Linked DNA regions of Mus musculus: region 1 is linked to region 2. Evidence: chromatin contacts called from public HiChIP or PLAC-seq data. All regions are on one chromosome and are shown on one strand. Each heading gives the region's core, a stretch centred on a gene start, on an enhancer-like site or on the middle of the called end of the contact. The rest is flanking DNA. Distances are from core to core; before and after follow the strand shown. Region 1 holds the start of Galnt14 (polypeptide N-acetylgalactosaminyltransferase 14). Region 2 holds the start of Lclat1 (lysocardiolipin acyltransferase 1).

Region 1 (4,165 bases), core at 1,277-3,776, 600 kb after region 2:
ACTATCGTCTGCTTGTGATCCTACATCAGCAAGGAACTCCCCAAAGTTTGTGTCACACACTCCAAACTGACAGGACAGACCCCTCAGAGCAGCACTCAAGCCTAGCACTGTGCCTGGTACCTGGCTGCCAGCAGTCACTCTGTGTTGAGCACAGACCGGGATAAAGAGCAGGAGAGGAGTAAAGACAAAGTCTGCCCCAAAGGAAAAAGAGCCCTTGCCCCAGATCCCTGGGGCAAAACGAAGAATAAGTCAGCTTGAGGTAATGAGATTCAGCACAAAACAGAGAAAGTTCATGTCCCTGCAGGCATCATTAACTGCATCACACAGAGCAGAACCGCCTAGGGAAAAGTAAGAAAAACACCTACAGATTCGTGGTCAGGGTCTGCAACATTAAGGAAATAGATCCTGGACTATAAAGGCTGCCTGATGGACATACCAATCGATCGCATCACTACCCTGCTTAACCACCCACAGCTTCCATGGTCCTTCCTGACTAGACCCACACACACACTGTCCCTGTCTCATTCCTCTGACCGCCACAGGCTTCATGCTGTCTTGTTCCTTCAAAGCTGGCTTATTCTCTATTTGGAATGTGCTCTGCCTACGGGCCACTGATCCATCCTTCTCAACTCACCTATTGTACCTCCTCCAGCAGTGGCCGGGCTCCCATGACACCCAGTGCAGTGACCCCACTTGACTATCAATCCTGCGTGTCCTGGACCACTGATGAGCAGACCACCCTCCACCAAGGAGAAAATCCTGCATCTCTGCATCCAATGGCACCGAGCCTAGCTCCATGGGTGCTAAACTAAATGCTTATTTCGATCAACTAATATTGGCAAGATTCCAAAACTTTGGTTTAAAATGTACTTTGGTTAAAAGAAGAGTCTATTGGGATCCAAGTGGGAAAATTCTGTGGAGGTCTGAGTTCAAACCCAGAACGATCTAAGACGAGTTAATTAAAGACTCTTGGCCTGTTTCCCCATCTATGAAATAAGAACAATATTAAACAACTCCTTATGAAGAAAACACCAACTATGCACTTAGCACACAGTAGGCCCTCCCTACTGTACTTATCGGTGAGATCCACTCCTACTTAACACAGAGATGTTCATGTCTTCCTCTTTCCGACTACAGGCTCCTCCAAGGTCTTTTCCCACTCCTAGAGATTGCCCTGGGCTCATAAAGGTTGCTTAGCTGCCAGCAAATCCCCAGAAGCCTCGCTCTGTTTCCCCTGGTCAAGGCTGTGGAAAAGAAAGACAGGGGCTCTGAATCTCAAGAGAGAGCCAGTAGGGGGAACCTTCCACTCCTCTGGGCTGCACCGACTGGACAAGAGTTGGGAAAGCCACTTGGATTCCCATTTCCACAACTCCCTGCCAGTAGGAAGGTTTCTGTTCTTATGGGCTCCTCCGTGCTGTCCTGAGCGCATTCAACTTCCAACGCAGCAAATGAACTGGGGAACAGTTCACAGAGCCGGTGGCACCAGGCCAGGCCAGGTGGGTAGGGAAGGCTGGGAGGCCTCCAGGGGGGTCGCTAGTGCTGTTCACGTGCGCACAGCACCCGGGTCATCGTCTCCTCCTCTGGGGCCTGGCAGCAAAGGGAAGGAGTCCGCAAATCCACCAGACTTCTCATGGGTGCCAGCATCGCTCACCCAGCAACCTCCAGTGACCCTCCAGCGGCACCCACCGACCGCCAGTCCCAAAGTAGCTAGTCCGCAGCGCCCCCTTGGCCACCGGACTGCTAGTTAAGTTGGGAGCCCGGCTCTGTCTGCGAGCGCGCGCCCACCACCCACGCCCACTGCCACTTACACACGCCAAAGATATGGAGACGCCCCAAGCTTCTTAAATTCCACAAGCACCTCCCCATGGCCGCATCCCGCGCCTGTTCCCCATCGCAGCACCTCGACACCCCTGCATTTGAACCCTCAATCCCAGTGCGTGGACCACGCACCCTTCCACCTGCCAGTGCCCGGTGCCCTGTGCCCTGTGCGCCACGAAACGGCATACCTTGGGGGTCTGCACTTCGGGTCCCAGCGGCACCTCCAACTTCCTCTTGGTGACCCAGAAGAACAGCAGTACGGTGATCCAGAGCACCCCAAAGATGGGCAGCGCCAAGCGGCGAGTCAGCCGCCGCATGGTCCCCTCTGCCTGCTTCTCTTGGTGGCGACGCGTCCCTGGGGCACCCCCCGGCGGTCAGGGGTGGCGGGGCACGAGTCTGCCGAGCGCCTCGCTCTAGGAGAAACGCTGCTCCTGGGATCCCGATGTTGGATGGCGGGATCCTGCCCCGCCCGCTTCGGAGAGAAGCCACAGCCGGGAACGGAGCGGCGAGGGGCGCCGGAGACTAGAGACGCGGCCGGGCAGGGACGAGGGGCAGCTCAGCCCGGCGCCCGCTCCAAACGGAGAGCCGCGGCGGCCGCTGCGATGCTGCTGTGCGCCGCGGCTGCCTTTGCCCGCTGCTGCCGCGAGGGAAACTGACTCGAGCAGCCGGGAAGGTGGAATCCGAGGCTGTGCCCGGCACCCCCGGAGGAGCACGAGGAGGAGGGAGCGCGGAGGGAGGGCGGGCCCGACAGACAGACTGACTCCGAGGGAGAGCGGGGCGGGAGCGAACCGGGCTCTGAGCGGGGGCGCTACCGCCTCCCGCCGACCGTGGAGCACCCTGCGGTTGAGGGACCTTGGATGCAGCTCTGGGACCATCCTGGGCTAGGGTTGTGCTGGGAGGGGTTGGGCGGGGACCGGTTATAGGATACTGACTTGTATCAAGCAAGCTGATACTTAAGGACTAGCCCGCGCCAGGTGAGGCACTACCGGGGAGGAGTTTCTGTTTGCTGCGGGGCTCTGCACATGGTGCTCACAGGAGGGTTCGCTAGCCGGGAGCCATCACTGGGATAGTAGGGTTGGTTGACCCAGATGTTGTCTCAAGTTCAGACTTGACCATTTCAGGGCCAAGGTCGAGTTCAGCCATCTCCCCAGGGTATTCTTTGCCTTTGAGCAGGTAGGTGCCTGGCAACTTTCTCTTAATGGAAAACTGAGCTGGTCTAAATTTAACTCGAAAGATGTCCTTTTAAAAATTAAGGCAAAAGTAAATCCCTGAGGATTTTTTTTTTCTCCTTGTAAAAATAAGCCCTTTTTCTGGGGCTTGCCAGAAAAAAAGGGTCTAATGTTAGCACAACCACCGGAAGTTTTGTGAAAGGTGGCCCTGGGGTGTGTGGGAGTAGCTCCCCAAATCCCTTTCCCAGTTGCCTTTAAGGAATACATCTTCCAGCTACAGACTAAAGTCACTTGGATTTAGAGACAGGAACAGTTCTGACTCCAGTTTCCATACAGGCCTCAGGTGGGCTGGATGAATTTCTAACCATATCTCTAGAATAGGGAGGTGTGGTTTCTAGCCTAGCCTACCCAACCAACAGGGCAAATCACAGCGTCAGCCTCTCCCTTCCTTAAGTCTTAAGACTGTGCCTCATCTTCAGATGTGAATGCTGCGTTACCTCAGAGTTCAGAGAGAAAAGGTGGAAGTTTTTGCGAAGTCTGCAGAGCCCTGGCCACTGGAGTCCTTGTTTTAGTTACAGGGATGCTCCAAGTTTCTCCAAGTGAGAATGACACCGAGTGGCCCAGCGGCATGCTCCCTGCTGTCTTCACTCACAGACTGGAGCTTAGTATAGGGGTAGCACCCACACTCGACTGCAGGTGAGAAAGGTACCAGTCAGTTCTCCAGAATTCCTCCTCCAGTGCCATGGAGCCCTCCAGACACTTGCTCAGAAACAGAGGTGTCCCCCACCCCCCAACAGCTCCGGTGTTTGATACCTTGTCTTTCGGCCATAAGGCAAAGGCTCTGGAGCGGAGATGTAGGTAAGAAATTTGAGGTTGGAAATCAATCAGCCAGAAAAGGCTTGTCAGCCCCCAGAGCCCTGCTGGCATCTCACACTTGTCTCTATTGGACCCGTAGCCTCTGAAAGGTTGGGTCCACTCTCTCCAGATGTTGTTTAAGCAGGCAAAGGCCTCGGTGAATAACTGTCCAAGGAGCATTGGCGAGTGGCAAGAGCACCTACTCCCGCAGCTTTCTGAGCTCTCTGGATCTCTTCCAAGAGCCTCACCCTAGAGTCCCAGTCCTGGGCCTGCAAAGTGTTCTGTGTCAGCTCTGCCGAGAACCTCCCGAGCAAGCTGTAGAC
Region 2 (4,524 bases), core at 469-2,968:
TTTGTGTCTTAAATAACTACAGACTGGGGAAAGAAAAGTACTCTGATTTATTTTTATGTTGAGAAATGTTGGTTAAAGGATCTAAGTTGAGGGGGCTATCCTGGAGTCTCGGGTATCCATCTTTCTTCACTACTCTCCTTTAATCCATTAGAACAAAAGAGGAATCTCTAGTAGAGGGAAGGCTATGTATAGACTCTTTAAATCCTCAGAGAACTCACAGCGGTGCATTCTTGAGAGGTTCTGGGGGATCCCCATGTTAAGTTCAAAACAATGACAAGCCTTAAAATTCCTAAGATTTTCCCAGAACTCTTGAGTTTAGAGACAAAAGTGAGGTCCGTTCAACCTCTGAGGGATAACTGCATTTTTGTGCTGCTTTTTTTCCTTCGTTGTATTTTCTGTTTTCTAATACAATTGTGGCACATCTCAAACACTTAAGTATTGAATAAAGGTAAAGGAGAGGTAACGCTGGCTCTGAGCGCGAAGGCACCTTGCATTTGTTTTTTAAAATTTAGAGTCTTGCAGAGGCAGTCTCCTGGCTCTGTTATGGGGACTGCTGGGACTACAGGCATGTACTACCACACAAGGCTACCCTGAACTTAAAAATTCATTTCTCTCTGTTTCATGTTAAATAAACAGATTAAATGAATAAACATAAATGAAAAGCTGTTGAAAGGCTCTGTCGGCTATGTGTGGACATTTCATATTTTTAAAGATGTCTATTATCTGTTAAAAGTCAGCAAGAAGGTATTGTGCAGGGGAAACGCAAAGAGGTTAAATTAACCAGTCTCTAGCATCCAGGTGCTTAGTCTGGTAGGTTTGGAGCCAGATCCAACACTGTAGAAAGGCACAAAGACCTTTCCAAAAGAGTGTCCTACAAAACCAAACCAAACCAAACCAAACTTAAAAAAAAAAAAAAAAACCCAAAAAACCAACAAACAGAAAAAAAAAAAAAAACCAAAAAAACCAACAAACAGAAAAAAAAAAAAAACCCAAAAAACCAAACAACAACAACAACAACGACAAAAACCCGACAGCAACATAAAAACTGATTGGGCCATCCAGAAGAGGAAACGTTGAGACTTGAGCAAACACTGCGAATTAGCAACAGTTGCGCACCACAGAACCTGGAGTTGCTTTTTGACTTGGGGCAAGAAAATAACGCTTGTCATTTAGTGTCTCTGCGTTTTCCATCCTGCAACTTTAGGGGTTGAATGAAGGTGCGTTTAGTTTTACACCATCAGGAACCTGGCTCTAGAACTGACTGCGTGATCATTTGCTCTTTACATGAGGCAAGAAAGTAAGAGTTGTAAATGATTGCCTCCGATTTATTTTCCATGAGGTAACCTCAGGCGTTGAAGGTGTCTTGAGTTTTGTGCCAGCAGAAACTCAGGCTCTAGAATTGGCTGGATACTAAATTGCCCTTTGATTCCTGACGTAAACGTTAGGCTTGCAAATGAGTGCTCTAGCTTTGCCATCCCCCTACGCAACCACTAGATTCCCCGGAGACCACCGCTTGAGTTCTCATTTTTGGTTTCTTGCTCCTCTACCCCTACCAGCTTTGGCAGGCATCTGCGCCTGGCCACACTGATCTGGGGCGCGGTTCCTTTAAAGGAGCTTAGACGACGCCCGGGGTCTCTCCCCACTGCGGAGCAGGGGCGGAGCGCCCGGTTCAAGGGCTTCCCACGCAGCCGGAGACGCCTTGCGTCACTGCGCCAGGAGCCAATCAGGGTGGAGCCCGGAGGGACGCATTACTAAGGCGACGGGGCTCGACGCCTCCCCGCTTCGGGATGAATTAGCGGCGGGTTCTTCTCCCAGGTTGTGACCCCCGTGGAGTCGCTGTCTCGCCCCAGTGTCCCCGCGACGTCGCGCGTTTCCCCCGGTGTGTCCCAGGTGCGCGGCCCGCGGTGTCAGGTGTGGGCTTCGGCGCGGGAACATGGCGGCAGCCAAGGGATTTTTTTTTCCCGAGTGGGCGGATGGAGAGCTGCGGCTCGGCGGCTTTTCCCCGGAGCAGGCCTCCTCGGGTGGGCCCTGGGGGACGGACACTGGCGGGAATTGGGTGGAGGGCTTAGGGCGATCGGCTCTTGGGAGGGAGGCCGAAGCCTCCAGAGCTGATCAGGATGCGGGGGCGAGGAGCGTCGGGTGCCCCTTCTGTGCTCACCTTCCTGTCCACACCACACCTCGGTGAAACCCGGGAGCTGCCGGGTCCCCCTACACCGCCTACGGTGTGTCAGGGTCCAGATTCCAGGAGCACAAGGCTTTCCAGGGGTCGCCACGTGAACGGCCCACAAGAGAGTTTTTCAGGGTTCAAGCAGTTTGTTTCTTGCAGGTGACAGAGGTGTGCCCTAGGTCTAGGTGGCAGTGCCACAGAAAGAACGATAGGCCACATTGAAGGCTGACTTCGAGTCCAATTTTCCTTTTTATTGGCATTCGCTCTAGCTAAGGGCTGGCCTCTCATGGTCCTTGCCTCTGCCCTTGTATTGGTGCGATAACAGGCGTGCTTCACCACGCCCACCTGGCAGGTTTGGTCTCTCAGGTTGTATCTTTTTTGTTGTTCTTTTTTTGTTTGTTTTTGTTTTTGTTTTTTTTTTCGAGACAGTGTTTCTCTGTATAGTCCTGGCTGTCACTTTGTATCACTATGTAGACCAGGCTGGCCTCAAACTCAGAAATCTGCCTCTGCCTCCGAAATGCTGTGATTAAAGGCGTGCTCCACCACGCCCGGCTTCTCAAGTTGTATCTTAACATCTAAGATTATGTTTGACCAGAAGCAATAAAGACAAGGCATAAGGTGTTTCTTTGTGGTTGTGGAGCTGTTTTGTTTCCTGGTTCTTGCCTGAAGGCTTAGTCGCCTCTGATTGGATGTAGACAGAGCTGAGTTTTACATTCAGTTAAGTCCAAGGAAAGTATTGAAAAAGAAATTGGTGAAGGCCTTACCAAGATAAAATGCTTCCCATTCATACCCATCACGTGTTTCGGGAAAGAAACCCCCTGTCACAAAAAGTTTAAAGAGTTGGATGGGCTACTTTTTAAAATACTATTTTGATGAAAGACTTTGCAAAATTCATGTATTAAAAAATTTGTATTTGTGTATGCGAGGCTGCATGAGTTTATATTCACCACACAGTGTGGTGACACTGGAGCTGGAGTTTCAGATGGTTTTTGAGTCACCTAATGTGGGTGTGGGGAACCCAACCCTGCTCCCTTAAAAGAGGAGTAAGTGCTTTAAACCATTGAGCTATCACGCCAGGCCTTAGACTTAGGTGTTTTTGATTTAGTAAAGGAATTGAAAAGACACAGAGCACTTAGCTTCAGTCCTAATAGCTTCTGTCTCAGGGGTGCCCCGAGTATCTTGCACTGTGGTTTCCACGTGGCTTTAATTTGAGCAAATGTTCCCACCAGGTCTAAAGAGGTTGGCTCCTGCATACGTTAGGAGGGACTCTTTCAAACTGAATCTGGGGAGATAGAGTCAGTTTGGCCTAGGATTGAGGTTATATGTAGTGGTAACTAGGTGGCTGCTGCTTCTGCTTCTTCTTCTTTCTTTCTTTCTTTTTTATTATTATGTATTTTCCTCAATTACATTTCCAATGCTATCCCAAAAGTCCCCCCTACTCCCCCCCCACTTCCCTACCCACCCATTCCCATTTTTTTGGCCTTGGTGTTCCCCTGTACTGGGGTATATAAAGTTTGTGTGTCCAATGGGCCTCTCTTTCCAGTGATGGCCGACTAGGCCATCTTTTGATACATATGCAGCTAGAGTCAAGAGTTCCGGGGTACTGGTTAGTTCATAATGTTGTTCCACCTATAGGGTTGCAGATCCCTTTAGCTCCTTGGGCACTTTCTCTAGCTCCTCCATTGGGAGCCCTGTGATCCATCCAATAGCTGACTGTGAGCATCCACTTCTGTGTTTGCTAGGCCCCGGCATAGTCTCACAAGAGACAGCTCTATCTGGGTCCTTTCAGCAAAATCTTGCTAGTGTATGCAATGGTGTCAGCGTTTGGAAGCTGATTATGGGGTGGATCCCTGGGCTGCTTCTTCTTATTCTTGTTTTTGTTTTTCCGAGACAGGGTTTCTCTGTACAGCTCTGGCTGTCCTGGAACTCACTCTGAAGACCAGGCTGGTCTGAACTCAGAAATTCGCCTGCCTCTGCCTCCCAAGTGCTAGGATTAAAGGCATGCGCCACCACACCCAGCTAGGTTGCTTCTTAAAATGTGGTAATTATGTAACTTCTGTGAGGTGCTTTGTCTCTGAATAGAGATGACATTCATTGAGGTTTCTAAGGGAGGGGTGTTCATATAAAAGACTTAAAAACAGTATGGTAAGAATTGACGTTTATTAGTTTATTCTGCTGTGCTTGTGGCATGTCAAGGGCCTTATAAGTAAGTGTCAACTTAGTCACCCAACATCCGTGTAAAGTGTGTACTTTAACAGATGAGGAAACTGGAGCTCGTTGACATTTAAGTCATTTGTCCTAAACCATACAGCTGGCATTGTGAGTCCAGCCTATGGCTCTCTTTCTTTCTTGTACTG

The links. HiChIP or PLAC-seq counts read pairs in DNA pulled down with a chosen protein or histone mark.
Region 1: an H3K27ac HiChIP or PLAC-seq map of embryonic stem cells shows a contact between it and region 2, with 2.6 times the contacts expected there. The contact joins the promoter of Galnt14 here to the promoter of Lclat1 in region 2. A contact is called at or near these places in 3 of 39 promoter capture datasets (the C10 cell line, hippocampal neurons and pre-B cells), 1 of 484 Hi-C or Micro-C datasets (embryonic stem cells) and 3 of 115 datasets of contacts at active chromatin or transcription factors (astrocytes, embryonic stem cells and large pre-B cells).

The regions. Positions count from the first base shown.
Region 1 is chr17:73,707,925-73,712,089 of GRCm38.p6, forward strand. It overlaps Galnt14 (polypeptide N-acetylgalactosaminyltransferase 14), which reads right to left and starts at 2,527. Exons shown (of 15, transcript NM_027864.2): 1 at 2,007-2,527. The coding sequence starts at 2,135.
Region 2 is chr17:73,106,267-73,110,790 of GRCm38.p6, forward strand. Lclat1 (lysocardiolipin acyltransferase 1) reads left to right here and starts at 1,719. Exons shown (of 6, transcript NM_001177967.1): 1 at 1,719-1,890.